2 separate regions of the Anas platyrhynchos genome follow, and region 2 is linked to region 1. The links are chromatin contacts, called in public Hi-C maps. All regions are on one chromosome and are shown on one strand. The core of a region is the stretch at or near the end of the contact, and the rest is flanking DNA. Distances in the headings are between cores, read along the strand shown. Region 1 overlaps ALS2 (alsin Rho guanine nucleotide exchange factor ALS2). Region 2 overlaps ALS2 (alsin Rho guanine nucleotide exchange factor ALS2).

The links. Hi-C and Micro-C count contacts between places; a contact is called where the count stands out from the background.
Region 2: a contact with region 1 is called in a Hi-C map of liver, with 2.0 times the contacts expected there. The contact joins two enhancer-like sites. A contact is called at or near these places in 2 of 8 Hi-C or Micro-C datasets (liver and skeletal muscle).

What each region holds. Positions count from the first base shown.
Region 1 is chr7:28,172,399-28,179,455 of IASCAAS_PekinDuck_T2T, reverse strand. The region is part of intron 5 of ALS2 (alsin Rho guanine nucleotide exchange factor ALS2); the gene reads right to left. Among named protein-coding and RNA genes, the nearest start is that of FZD7, 29 kb to the right of the region's middle. Within about 2 kb of position 3,910, at least 1 of the 8 cell types and tissues checked has an H3K27ac peak or open chromatin away from gene starts, as enhancers often do.
Region 2 is chr7:28,224,995-28,232,051 of IASCAAS_PekinDuck_T2T, reverse strand. All of the region lies in intron 7 of ALS2 (alsin Rho guanine nucleotide exchange factor ALS2), which reads right to left. It overlaps CDK15 (cyclin dependent kinase 15), which reads left to right. Exons shown (of 14, transcript XM_072040421.1): 9 at 2,221-2,284. Among named protein-coding and RNA genes, the nearest start is that of CDK15, 20 kb to the left of the region's middle. Within about 2 kb of position 3,966, at least 3 of the 8 cell types and tissues checked have an H3K27ac peak or open chromatin away from gene starts, as enhancers often do.

The DNA.
Region 1 (7,057 bases), core at 2,661-5,160:
GCTTAACGCTGAATGATCATTGGGTGTTTCTCCCTGTTACCTTCACATGAGCTACATCATCTTGGCGGGCTATTTCTTCTCCCATTATGATTTCTAAATCTCAGTACCATTGTCAGCTGCTGAATACACTCCTTAAGCTTAATGGCTTCTGAGTGAGACAGAAGAGAAGCCTCCAAATATATTTAGAATCCACCTGGAAAACCAAGTAGGTATCTTGCAGACCAGTCTGAGCCTCTGTAAGTTCACTTTTGCCTTCACACTAAAATTACACAAAGAAATCACAAGACCATGGAGTCATTTAGGTTGGAAAATACCTCACCTGGTCCAACCTTTAAGCTAGCAAATAAAAGGAATTGGCTGTAGTGACTAGGTTTATGAAGCAAATTCTAGGAGCTGGAAGCAGGCTACTTGCTGTGCTGAAGCAGAGCACCCTTGCAGTAGGCTATTTCTGATTTATAACATCTAACTTTGACACTGCAACAAATTTTAGCTCCTCAAAAGTATCTAAATCCTTAGTATCTAAAAAAAGTCTGGCAGCAAACAGCAGTGCAGAAAGGTCTGCCCACACTGTGTGTGCCTTGTAAATTAAACAACTGGGATCTCCCCAAACTAGAAAATACATCAGCAACATGTACCAAGGTTTGGGGTCCCACCAATGCCACTGCCACGTGGCACATAAAACCCCTGCTGTCAGATACAGAACCTGCGGTTCAGCCTTGGGGTGCTGATGGAGCTGAGAAAATACTCAGCAAAGCAAGGCTGGCTCCCAAACAGCACTGAGCAACTTTTAAGAAGGTGGGAAACAATGAGAAGGCTAACAGGTGCTGTAGGGAGCTGCGGCAGACAAAAAGAGAGAAGGCTACACTACGCACAGATGTAGTCTCAGTAGTGAAGTGCTCATCAAGGAGAAGGGCTCCCTTCTTCTCATCTGCTGCTCCCTACTTTTATTCCTGCTCCTGTTTCCCAGCTCATCCTTTCACAGCGAGCCGTATCTAGCCCTCAGGCTACCTGCCAGCAGGCCATTCTCATTCACAAGGAGCTAAAGAGAAGGCACAAAGGCGGCCAGTCAGAGGCATATTAACCAGGCCTCGCAGACAGCAAGTTCCTTTCTGCCCTCCCTGAGTCCATTCAGGGCACAGATTCTTGCTATGCAGAGAAAGACCTTGGATATTTCAAAGCAGAAAAGGCATCTGTGCTTGCCTTTGTCTGGGGATTTAAGCACCAGTTACGTGTTTGTCCCAGAAGGTTTAGTCAACAAGAGATTTAGTGAACAAAGAAACACAGGCCAACCTGGACCAGAATGGGCTGGAAGGAAGGCAGCTCAGGTTTCCAAGGCGGTTATGTCGGAAGCCATCATTAGATGCTGCAAAGTGCTCTCTGAGTTTTGTGCTCAAGCTGAACTCGATGCAATCAATGCCAGTTGTTCCATCAGTTTCAGTGAGATACTCGTCAGGCCCTTTGACAGTAAACTGTAAATTGGTACAAGTTCTCCCTTCCTGAATAGAGCTGATGCTCTTTTTCCCTTCTAACAACACAGGTTCCCACTTTCTGATGGATGCTGGGCTGATAGTGGTGTTCTGACAGCAACTGGGCTGCAGGAAAGCTTAACAAAAGATAAAATAGGCAAAGCTTGCTTTCCACAATGATTACTCACAAGTGAGTTGCTCGGACTGCGGACTTCCAGCTGTCAGGAAGCTACAGCGCGTGCGATTCCCTCTGCCAGGCAACATCACTTACAGAAGCACCTGTACTTGGTACTGAAGGCACTGAAGATGAGTAGGGTGTTATTATCAAGCTATCCCACCCGAAATGGTTGGCTTTGAGCATCCTTTCAGGACACTGGCTATAGCCACATTGTCTTTGTTATACACCACACCATGGAGCGGTCTGGGTCCTTGCTTCCCAAGGCAGGCTGTCAGGAAGGTGCAGAATGCCTCAGTACCCTACTCTCTGATTTCCCTGCCAAAAGAAGTGCCTGGTACCAGAGTCTGGGTTCAAACAATGCATGCAATACAGCTTCTTGGGGTTGGAAGGCTGGAGTGGAATAGTTTGGATGCTCCAAGTCACTCAGGTCACAGAGAAGTAAATGCAATGCTCTTTGCTTGAGCTGAAGAAGCACAGCAACAAATGCTCAGCCATGCTCCAGCTTCCCTACAGCACAGAGAGTTGGAAATTCAGTCAGATCTCCACTTTTGGACAAGAAATCTTTAAGTGGTGCACTACAGCCGTTGATCTAATAGTGCTTGACACTGGCAAGAGGTTCTGTGGGGCTGATGAGAAAAGAAGGACACAAAACATAAAAGGAAACAGGCTGTATCAGCTCTATGAAATCCAACCATTCCTGGATTCCCAGAACAGCTCTTTTGGACCTAGCTGTCATAAGGTGTGGTTTACAGATCATCCCAAAACCATTAAATGACACTAGGATTCAGGAAAATGCTTTAAACAGACACCTTCCCTGTAAAATCTATCAGCTTCCATTTAGGACATGGAGCTCCTTCTTCAGAGCATTCTCAGAACATTGTCTGTGCCTGCCTTTCCTGGCAGTCTCCAGAATTTAGGCACCAGCCCATTACAAGTGCCTTCATTCCTGTGACTTGATAATCCCAGCCACCGTGCACATTTGCCATGTTCATACAGCACCGAAAAACATGTGTTACACTGACAGATCAGCTACATATCCAGCTGGTATCTGAGTACTTTTGAGCCAGGAGGACTGAGCAGCCTGCAAGAAGACCCTCACTTCTATTTCCATCCATTCTGCACAGCTACAGAGGCCTTGAATTCCATCAGGAGCTACTTCCTCTCACCTGGTTCTGAGTTTCACACTTCACGACGAGAGTTTGGCTGGTGCTCACTGAGCTGGACAGAAGGGTGTGTGAAACGGCTCAGCCTTCAAGCCAGAGCATTCAGTAAGTACAGAGCAGCTAATAGGGATTTAACCATATAATTCAAGGCTATTTGGCTTCCCAAAGCAGTGTTGCCACTCTGTAGTTTAGAAGCCACTAACTGATGCGTTAATCTCTTAGTATGAGCAGGCCTTAAAACCTTTTGCACAGACCAGCTCTGTGCTGGTCCCAGGCTCTTTTCTTCCTCAGGGCACGTGTCTGCCAATGCGCCTCGCACCGGGAAGAACTAAGGGCAGCCTCAGCAGAGTGCCAAATGCCGCAGCCAGAGAAGAAGCTGGTCACCAACAGTCCTGATGCAACTCATATGGGAGCTGGCAGGGCCCAGCAGCTGTGCCAGCTGCTGAACAAACCCTCTTCACTTCCTGCCCCTCTGCCGCCGCCTCCCACACACCGCGCTCACAAGGGCTGCATTGCTGCATCACACACTTCATTCTCTGCTTTGAAAGTCCAGGCTAATTGAGTGACAAAGTCATTCTGCCTTGCATCTCAGCAGAGGATTTTACTCTAAAGATCCTTTCATCTCCTGACCTTCTCCTCTCTTCCCTCCTCGAGGCCCGGCTATGCCAAGGCCCAGAGGGGCACACAGAGGGGCAGCTGATCCTTTCCCAAGGCACCTACTTGTGGTGCTGTCCCAGCCTCAGCCCCACCACTGCTATTGGTGCTGAGGGAATTCCTGGTTGGGAACCCAGGGAGGGAACTGCCAGCATAGCCAGGCTCTCTGGGCAGTGTCCAGCCCCTCCACAAACACTATGCCATGCAAGAGCCTGCACCAGTGTGCTTACAGCACTCCTCTTCAGAGGACAAACTCCTCTCGTTCCACAAGCAAGATCTACGTTACAACTGCTTTGACTTACGCTGTTCCCAAAGGCTTGAAAATTAGGATTAGGGCTCTCTTGCACAAACACTGCAAAAGCATGACCCAGCAAGGTCCCTGCCCTTGCCTGCTTCCAGCTCGAACACAGTGTAAGACAAGGGTGGAACAAGAAGTGGAGATGGGAAGGATAAGGCTTCCAGGAATCAGATAACGTTACTCAGGCTGGACATGGTGATGAGTGCTACATGAATCACCTATCTGACTCCTTCGTTCTGGTGAAGCAACTTCTTAGAGGCAAAAAGAGTAGTAGAACTTAAAGAAGAATGTACAAAAAAAAAAAAAAAACCAACTAGTATGGACTGTAGGTATATTAGCCCCCAAATTTTGTATTAATGCCGGTTTTGCCAGAACAGCAGACCAGTCTCTCTTACACTGCTTTGCTTTCACAAACTTTAAGTTTTTCCTTCCTACCTCACCTGCACAACCCACACTGCTGGTCCTGCAGTCTCTTCTGCCAAACATGGCTGGACTTGATGATCTTGAAGGTCTTTTCCAGCCTAAATGACCCTATGATTCTGTGACTCTATACGCTCACAGGGAAGACAGACAAAAAGCAGAAGAACTGTACAGCCATCATAATTCCCCCTGATGAATGCCCAAGTATTGCCTCCTTAGAAGACACGTGTTTCCCCTCCTGTTTGGCCCAAATATCCTCTCCCTCCTCTCACAATCCCCTATTCTCATCCATTCAGGGGAATACAGTCCATTAGTACAGTTGCCCACAAAAAAGCACAAACAAGTAACATGTGAGACACTTTGTAGTTAGGCTGCTACTGATTAAATACATGGTGTTTTCCCTCTGTAACACAGAGATAATTTCAGAAAGTGATTTTTTTTTGCTAGAACCGCTGAAGTGCACGGTTACATTCACACTTCCAAGTGTGTGATTCCTCTCTGTCTCCCCAAAATCTCTTTATTTTAAAACTGATGCTTTCTTTCACCACCTCTACCCTAACCAGTGCAACCCACGCCACAAGCAATCCTCCAAGATATTCCCGTCTGTTCTGCTACATTTCCAGAGCAGAGGGGGAACCTCTGCTTGGGCAGTGTATAACACACCGCAGCAAAAAATGGCCAGCATGCCACGTACCTTTGAACAGTGCAGCACTTAAAGCTTTTCCACACGAGATGAAGAATGGCTGGTGCCATGCTTCTTCCTGTTCTCAACACTGAAGTGAAGTAATATTATACTACTACAGTCTGCACCATGGTCCCAAAATGGAAAGCTAGACAAACTACTAGACATGATTATGAAGTACTGTAAACACTGTGTTAATTCCACACAATAAGTGGCTTCATTTCTAATGAAGGCATTCTAGATTTTACCCCTTTATTGATCTCCGTGAAGAAGAGCATGAGCTGAACGCAAGTATAAATTGCAATGTAACATTATACTTGCTTTATATTAATTGCATAGATGTGTATGTACACACACATCCACATTTAGTATCTTGCAATGCTAAATATTAGAGAAAGAACCAACCAATGCACGGAAATTATTTTTCTCTTGCAATGCAGCTAATTATCATCAGGTGAAATGCAAAGATTCTTTTCATTAGCTTATACCCTTCTGGAATGGTGATTTTAGTCTAAAAAGCAATGACAGGCTCTGTTTTGAGGGTATAAGGGCTACTTTGCTCCTCCGACTTTATTCTGTGTAAGCATCCAAAAGGAAACCATCTGGTCTGAAAGATGGCTATGCTATCAATTATCTGTGAGGGTGCATTTTCAAGTGGAATGATATCCTTTCAAGGTTTGGCTACTTTGTTGACGACTTTACCAGTGGAGAATTTTCTTTTAGGTTTCGTTAGTGTGTAAAATTTCAAGACTGAATATGTGTGAAATAACAAAATTTAAAAGGTCAAACAGGAAAGGGAAAGGCAAGCTGGCTAGAAACTGTACTATCAGTGGCATACATTGTTCTGCCAGACATCACCAACTGGGAGGTATTTAAATCTCTAGATAAGTAAAGAGAAAACACCAACAGAGAAAGATGTCACAGATAAATATGTGGTGTGCAGAAGTCACCAGGACAGATGGGTGAAGTAACAGGGAAAAAGTAGAAATAAAGATTCTGCTCCTACTTGTATAACAGCAAACTACTCAGACACAATGCACACGAGTAGCAGTGCAGCCTATGGGTGCAGCAGCACAGAGCTAGTCCCTCTCTTCAAAACATGACCAGCCTTTGCTCTGAAATCTGGAGTAACAGCTGACTGATACAGATAAAAGAGTATTGCATCCATAGTATTGACAGCTTATGTCTCAACATCTCTGCTGTTCTCTTCCCAAGGACTGGGGAGGCAAAGTATGGTGGATGAGTACAGCTGGCTTAGCAGGGCTAGGTAACACTTTCAGAAAAAAAAAGGCAAGTTTGAGATCAGGAGTCAACTTTGCATGATCCCCAGGGTGCCATGTGTGCCTGCTGGGAATTCTCCATTGCTGTTAATATACCACAGACAACACAGCAGAGAATACCTGCCTCTACTAGTAGAATAAATACGGCCTCCTGGCATGAAGGTAAAAGGATCCCTGGAAGGTGTTCAGCTGAGAGGAAACAGCCAGTTCTTAAGATGTGTTTCTGACCTCTCCCAATTTCTGCCAGTGTTAAGTCCATTTCAAAATACATTTCTCCGTTTGGGCTTGGACCTCCCATTTAATGTGATTGATTTTACATCTTTACAAAACACTGTCATGAGGCTAGTTTCTTGAACTGATAATTGCTGCATTCCTTCAGTTCCTTCAGTTAGAACAAACTTTTTTTCAATTTACAGTAATTCTGATCTCTTTTGGGGTTGTTTGTCATCATGCAACACAGTACCCAAAACGTATCTGTAGCCAAACACTTCCACCTGAAGTGAGTAACCTGATTTTTAGCTAATATTTGTATTCTTACACCACACACATCTAAGGAATTCCATTAAAACTGACTGATGTTATTGCCATCTTGTTCACCACCAACTGTACAAGCCAGCTGTAGCTCAGTTCCTCCAGAGAAGGGTGAAAGGAAGAGTAAATGTCAGTTGCAAGCATTTAAAGGAGCCAGGAAACTGTTAACTACCTCTATTGACTGATTCATGTCTATACTTGCAGCTATTAGTTACAGCTGCTCCTGATTCTTGTGTCCTGGAAAAGCTGTATTGCTGCCATCTCCTCTAAAAAGTCCTGAACAAGACATCTGCAGCTTGATAAATCCCATCAAACCTTCTGTGATCTACCAAGCATTTTACCTGAGACCTTGCTGCAGAAATACACGTAGCTTCATGCCAGCGTT
Region 2 (7,057 bases), core at 2,717-5,216, 53 kb before region 1:
TGAAATGGGAGAGAAAAGAACGTATTGCTCCAGCTCCCTACTTAATTTTGAAGTCCTGAGCATAGGTCCTGTGAATAGCAGAATAATTTGGTCCAATCTGCCAGGTTCATAGCAGACTTTGTAACCCATTTTATATTTGGCAACTTTCTTACAGACACCGGAGTAAATCAAATGACTTTCCTTTGATGTTTGTCATCTCATCAAAAATTTAAAGCCAATTAAAGTGACATCAAATTGAAGCAGGCATAAAAGGTGTGCAGGTACTGCAAATTCTGTTCCTTCTCGTTAAATCTTTTACTTATTGTAGGATACAGCACACCATAATCTCACAAAGAAGCTCTAATACTGCTCACAAACTGTCTTGAAAATGGCAGGGTCCCAAGGTTTTTTGCAGGTCCTTTGTTATATTAACTTGGAACATTTTGTCTCATCCAGTTTATAGTGCAGCCCTAGAGAACGCTTTGGCATAATGGGAAGTGTGATAAATTACTTTATAAAGGCAGCAGTGAAAAAGAGCAGAGGTATTCAGGATCCTCTTAAGCTGTATTTCCTGCTGGGGAAGCAGAAACATAGAGCTACGCCCTCAGTGCTGCTTGGTAAAATTGAGGCAGTTACCGGCACTGGTGGATCCTGTATGTTCACGACTGCTCACTGCTGGCTCCGTTACTGAATCTTCAGAAAGGTCAACCCAGAGGTTCCCACTGGATGTTGCTGCAGGTATCTGCCCTTTCACTTCTCCCAGGGATTTACTCTTCTGCATAGGCTGTTTCCCAAACATGGGTTTTCAAAGGATAAAGTACAGAAAGCTGGAACTAGGGAAGTGGTGAGAGAGGACTTTATAGCCTCAAGTCTGTGCAAATCAAGTTTTTCCTTCTTAATCCCTTTACTCAGAAACGCTTCTGCCAGGTTGGGTTTTCCTCTCCACTTTTACCTAGAACGTGTTAAAAATACAGGTAAGTAAACCCCGTTATTAGACTTGAGTTCAGCCCTTTTAAATAAATGCTGAATTACTCTTTCATAGAAAGTGGGGGAAAAAAGAATTACCAAGGAAAAAAAAAACATCCATACTTGGCCAATTAACACAGTTCAAAACCAGGGCAGGGCCCAGTTTTGCAGTGTGAATGAAGGCTATCCTTCCACGTATGACTGAAATCTCTAGATACATTTCCTGTGGTTTTCCAGTTAGAGGGTTATAGCCCTATCGTCATTTCTCTGGTATTATAACTGATACCGTGATTAATAGGATTTGTGCTATTGAAGGCAAAAACTTATTTAAAAATCATGAGGAAGCTTTAAAAGCCATGAAATAATTAGTGCCTTTCACAGAAGGTTTTATGTTATTATACAGCCTGGAATGAGGCTCTGTGTTAGGCCAAAATTTCAAAGCTCCTTAGAGGCTTTCGATGCCTAGCTTGAGATATTTTGCCAAGCGTGAGGTTCAGAATGGGGATTCCCACTGTTTTCTAATAGTCAGCTCCTTTCATGTACTAATAATAGAGGCACCATGCACTGATTTAGAGACCATTTGCAATTATGTGCATGACTTTATGTCATCCGGCGGGCTTATCCCCACACAGGACTGTTGGTTCAAACACCATATAGATATCTCGCTGGAAAATCCCCCTGCTGTGAAGTATGTTCATCCTGTTGAATTATCAAGACTGTCTAACTGTGATTTCACCAACACTTCTCCTAGAGGCAAGCACCACCTCAAGTGGTCTCCATCCTCCCCTCTGTCCCTGACTGCTCATTCCTGCCTGTGTTACCCCTCACTTAGAGGAGTTTCTATCACAGCTCACAGCCTGGGTTGCCAGAAAATATTGGCTGGTACCAGTGCAAGTGGGCAGAGTAAGTCCCCAGTGCAGTGCTGGCACAGGAAGACACTTCCAGCAGTGAAAGGGATTGCACAGTGTGACCCCTGGCTGGTGAACATGTGTGAGTGACACCTGGCAGTGAAGCTAGACACACCTTCAATGATGTTCTCAGCAGCAACATTACATCTCAGCAGGACCCTTTCTGCTGTAACATCGAGTGCTAAAATATCACTGTCATTTATGTGCAGAGATAGATCTAGTACCAGCTAGGGCAGGGGGAATCTGTGCTGGTTCACAGGAAAGGCCACTGGCTCTCTGGTGAGACCAACTCTTCCACCTCCGCACTGATGCAGCGTACCGGCAGACAGGCCACTGCTCGTCTCACTCTCCTTCTTGTTTTGCACAGGTATTGGGGGTCCCAACTGAGAACATCTGGCCAGGACTTTCCAAGCTCCCCAACTACAAGCCAGGTAGGACTTACCTCACAAGAACACCAGCTTTTTCTCTGAGCCACTAACCACTTAGCAATTTGGGGGTCACTAATTCATATTATCAAAAAGCGATGTTTCAGAGCTACTAAATCCCTTAAACTACTTAACAGTAGTTAGTGTTGCTTTAGGACCAACGGCCCAAGATACAAGCAAAAGTACACTTGTGGCAAAGCTGCCTCACTGAGATACGTTAGGCTGCTGGAGGATTTCATTGTCCCAAGTGCTAACAATGCAGTTAGTCTCCACTCCTCAGTGCGAAGGACCAATGTCTCCTGTTATGCACTAGAAAAGCTGACAGGTACCAGGGGACATAGTTTATCTGAACTCTCCTTATTTTCATGGAGATTGGTTTGGGGGCCTTTAAGCCTCAGTTTTAAAGGTCACTGTCCCCGATTTTGATGTGGGCAAGGTGAGAAATCTGTGTGATTTATAAAGCTGGCTTCTTTTATTTCCACATGGGCTGGTAGAGAAGTCTGTGTCCTGGACTTCAAAGGGCCAGTTGTCTCTTATTTTGATGTGGGCAGGTTGAGAAGTATGCTTTGAAAAGCTAGCTCAGTCACTCTCCCTCTCCCCCTCTCTCTTTCCCTTTTTCTCTTTCTCTCTCTTTTTGTTTAATGTTTTCTCTTGGGAAAATATATTCAAGTGTCAGTGAGGGGGAAATGATGAGCACTGATTCTCAGCCTCTCAGCAGGATCATTCTCTAAGAGAAATATAAAAGTGAAATATTAAAAACCCTAGAATGTGAAATCCACCCATCTGCAGTCTAGCCATTCTCTCTCGCTTGTACCCTAACAGAGTGGTGGGGGGAGTCTGGCTCTCTGGAAGGGAAAAAAGAGAACAGGGGGAGAGGAGGAGGGAGAAGACGTGCTTTGAGCAAGAGGTTTACAGGTTTAGTAGAGCATAGTAACATCTTTTCAAAGAAGTGGGTGTTGCTCTGTGACCCAGTCCAAGATGCCCCTCCTTTGATTCTGGTGCATGAACACTAAACAGCCCCCATTTTCACATGGTAGCCGCGATTGGCTGAACAATAACCTGGTCTCACAGTCGAAAGGGCCGGAATCTTTCACACAATTAGCTGAGACACATTAATCAAACCAGCGTGAAATGGGAATGTGTCGCTGTCCTCAGCAAGTTTAATTTGGACAGGGAGCAAGCACAGAGCAGACAGCTGGAGGAAGCACTTTCTTCTCTGACTTGTTGAAGGCTTGGTTGGGTACTCTACAAGTTGTGAAAGGTAGTCTGGGAGGAAAGAAATGCTTATGTGTGGGACAAATTGCTCACAAAGAAGCTTTTGACGTCAGTCATCTGTGCATACAAGGCCAAAAACTCTAGTGAAGCCAATTAGGTATCCTGATGCTATATGCAGGTACAATTGAAAAATGCAAGCATTAAACCGTAAACTAATGGAGAAACTGGTACAGACAGCACAGAATAGCTGAATGTCCACAACTGCCCTCTGCTTTGCACTGTTTTGTCTGAGTAGCAGTGCTATCTGCGGCTTGGGATGGTGCCAGTGGCAGGGCTGGGAGGGAGAAGACAGGCACCTAGGCAGCATGGAAATGGCTCCTGTGAAGACACGTGAAGTCATTATTAGCAGTTTTCAAATCTGAATTGTTATCAGAGTGGATAGAAAGATTCCCTAATGGACTGCAGTGGGGCAGAACTAACCTGTGCTGTGATCCTGCGATGCTGGTGCCTTTTGTGGCTGGCACAGACAGAAATTAGAGGAGTTAGAGGACACCCTCCTAGGGAAGCATCCTTCCGTGCTACCAGTAACATGGAAGAGGGGTCCTGAGCCGGTGTTTGGGGCAATACCTTGCCAGCTGGAGAGCCAGCATCCCTTTCCCCTCCTCAGAGCCTACCGAAGGGGCTCTGAGCTGCTCTAGTCATACAGTGAAACCAAGCACTTGGCTCAAACCTGGGATATAAAGAACAGTCTGGCTAGGATAAGACTATTCACATACAGGTAGACTGTTTGCCCTCGTCAACAACTCAATCAAGTCAATTTTTGACAGGGCTGCCAGTAAGAAGGCAAACCAGTCTCTTTGAAGCTATTTGCCATTCACATGCTCAGAGAACTTCCCCTGCTTCCCTGAAGCACAAGTGCTAACTGTCCCCCCCAGGACACGCTCACCAGGTGAAACTCTGCAGCCTGCCTGAGAAAGCCTTCGCTCTTGAGGTTCTTTCCAGCCCCGTTGTGCAAATCTGAGTGCCTGGGACAGTTCAGATAAGCAAACAAACTTTGGAGGCTTCCCCAAATCTGATGGCTTGAATGCTTTTAGCTAGTCCTACTGATGTTCACAGCGAGCGCAGGCAGCAAACAAACAAACAGGTTCCTGCCTGAGGCAAAGCACGAACACGCGCAAAACAAAGCTCTGAGGTGTGATCCTATTCTCATTGAAGTTGATGGCAAAACTCCCACTGGATTCAGCAGTGTAGGCTCAGCCCCAGACTGAGGTTGTTACTGGAAGGGTTCCTGGGCCAGGTGGGTTAGTAGGAATCTTTCAAACGAAAACTGGAAACCTTTAGATGTTTTCCTGTCACTGCTGTGGGCTGAAGCACATCCTGCTGCAAACCCTGCAGAGGAAATACAGCCTGGGGTCTGCGAGCCAGGCACAGCTGCAGGAAGGGCAGCTCCCCTGCCCCCTCTACGGGCAACTGGCAAAGGAAGTGCAAGGCAATGCTAGTCCACCCTATGCCCCTGTGCCTTCTTGCACAAAGAAGTTCAGAAATGGGCCTCATGTCCATTGCTACAGTTTGCCGAAATCTCAGCCTGTGCCTGAACCCAGGTCAACAGGGAAGATGGGTGAGCAACATTTCCTTGGCCAACCCTGCAGCCTGTGATCTGCCACTCGCTCTCCAAGAGGGAGATGGAGCCTGAAAGCACAGTGTTCCCCCCACCTTGGCTTCAGGACTGGTTCCTGCAGAAGGCGAAGGGCTGGGAGAGCTCCTGCCCCACGTCTCAGTGCACTCGCTGGCCCTCTCCCCAGCTCCCCATGCTTAGGAGCCCTGCCCGTAGCAACAAGGCTTTGCCCTGTGTTTGTTCATTTCTTCTGTTCCCCTCATTTTGCTTCCCCTGAAAGAGGCAGTTGTAGCTCTGTTAACACTATTTTTGAAAGCTCTCATGCTGTGTGAGCTCAAATCCTTGCATTAATCTACTGCTGTGTTCATTTCACTGCGCTGAAAAGCAGGGAGTTTAAATCCCCTCTAAACACCACTGGTGACACCAGAAGGCCACTGTTTTGATCCAGCCCCATTAATGGTTACAAGTTTGAATCTAGACAGCGGGGGTCAAGGGCAGGAAAGGATTAGGAATCACAGCCCATGACATTAAGCTAGTGCTTCTGCCAAACTGGGAATACTGGAGCACCCAATCCATCGTTTAATGCCTCCTTTTCCTGATATTTGGATTGCAAAGAGGAGGGAACAGTGCTTATTTGTTTGTAACACGATGAGCTTGCTGTGAGTGAGCTATAACTTGCTGCGAGTGAGCCCTGATTTATCGCACAGGCTGACTAATGAAGTTTCCTGTGCCAGGTAGTATCATTTCACTTTGCCGGCACACGTTTTTCACTGCACTTCTTCAGATGCAGCAACCGTTTTTAAATTAAGCCTCGTTTTCCGAATGTCTGCAGGCTTTGCTATCATTTTTCAAATGTTGGTAGGCTTTGCTATGCTGAATGAGATTAGAAGCTTTCCATAGGCAACTTTTCCTGAGCACATTTTAGTATCTGTTGCTTTTCCAAACTGCCACCAGCAGATGGAGGCAACAAGCAGCAGGCACTGAGACACAAACTTCAAATGACATTTTTGAGAATGCAGATGAAGTCTGAACTCTGAATCTTTTTATTTATTTATTTATCTTATCTCACTTTTTATGCTGATGCTTCGTTTAATAAATGGGATGTTTGGAAACTGAATTCTAAAACGATGAAATTTTTATTGTCATAATAAACTGTATATGGCTTTGATCCCAAAGGGAAAAGCAGCACTGCAACTAATGCACAGTATATGGTGGCCAGGCTGCAGGGAAACTCCCTTTGTGCCTGGCACTGGGCACAGGCTGCAGTTTGCAGTCTGCCACACAGACAGAGCTCTGATTCTGTCCTGCAGCCGCAGAGGTTTCACTAATGAGAGAAATTTTCTCTGTGAGCCTGCAACCTCAGCACCTTCATCGAGCAGCACAAGGCATCCTCTTTCTCTCTCTTCATCAATTAGGAAAGTTTAACTTTTGTCCCCTGGCTTGCTTGCCTCATTATCAGTTCATTAACCACTTCCACCTGGGTTTGCATATAGGAAGGTATTTCCTCATTAGCACAGACTGCACTGCATACTGATAGAAAATAACAAACCCAAGCACCACCTTTCCGATCTCCTCATACTGTTACAAAAACAATCAGCCCTATACAATCCCATCATTTATGTGTGTACATCATCACTGTAAAATGATTAAATCTGTAGTTCATCCACTTCTTTGTCTGATCTCTCTCACCTTTAAGGAGTAGCTGTTTGCATTGTCTTACGGTTTTAGATTGGTCTTAATCTTTACAGTAGGGAAGATATTTACTGCCCTGTTCGTACCCAGCTCAACAGAATGGGGCCTCAGAATCCTCTACGGGTTTGTCTATATGGGGTCAGTCAAGAGACTAATCTGAACTGATTTAAAGTGGATTAGTTAACTGCATTAAATCCTTAAGTAGAAACACAATGTTTTCTTACCCATATCTTCCATTTATAATCAAAGCTTTGTAT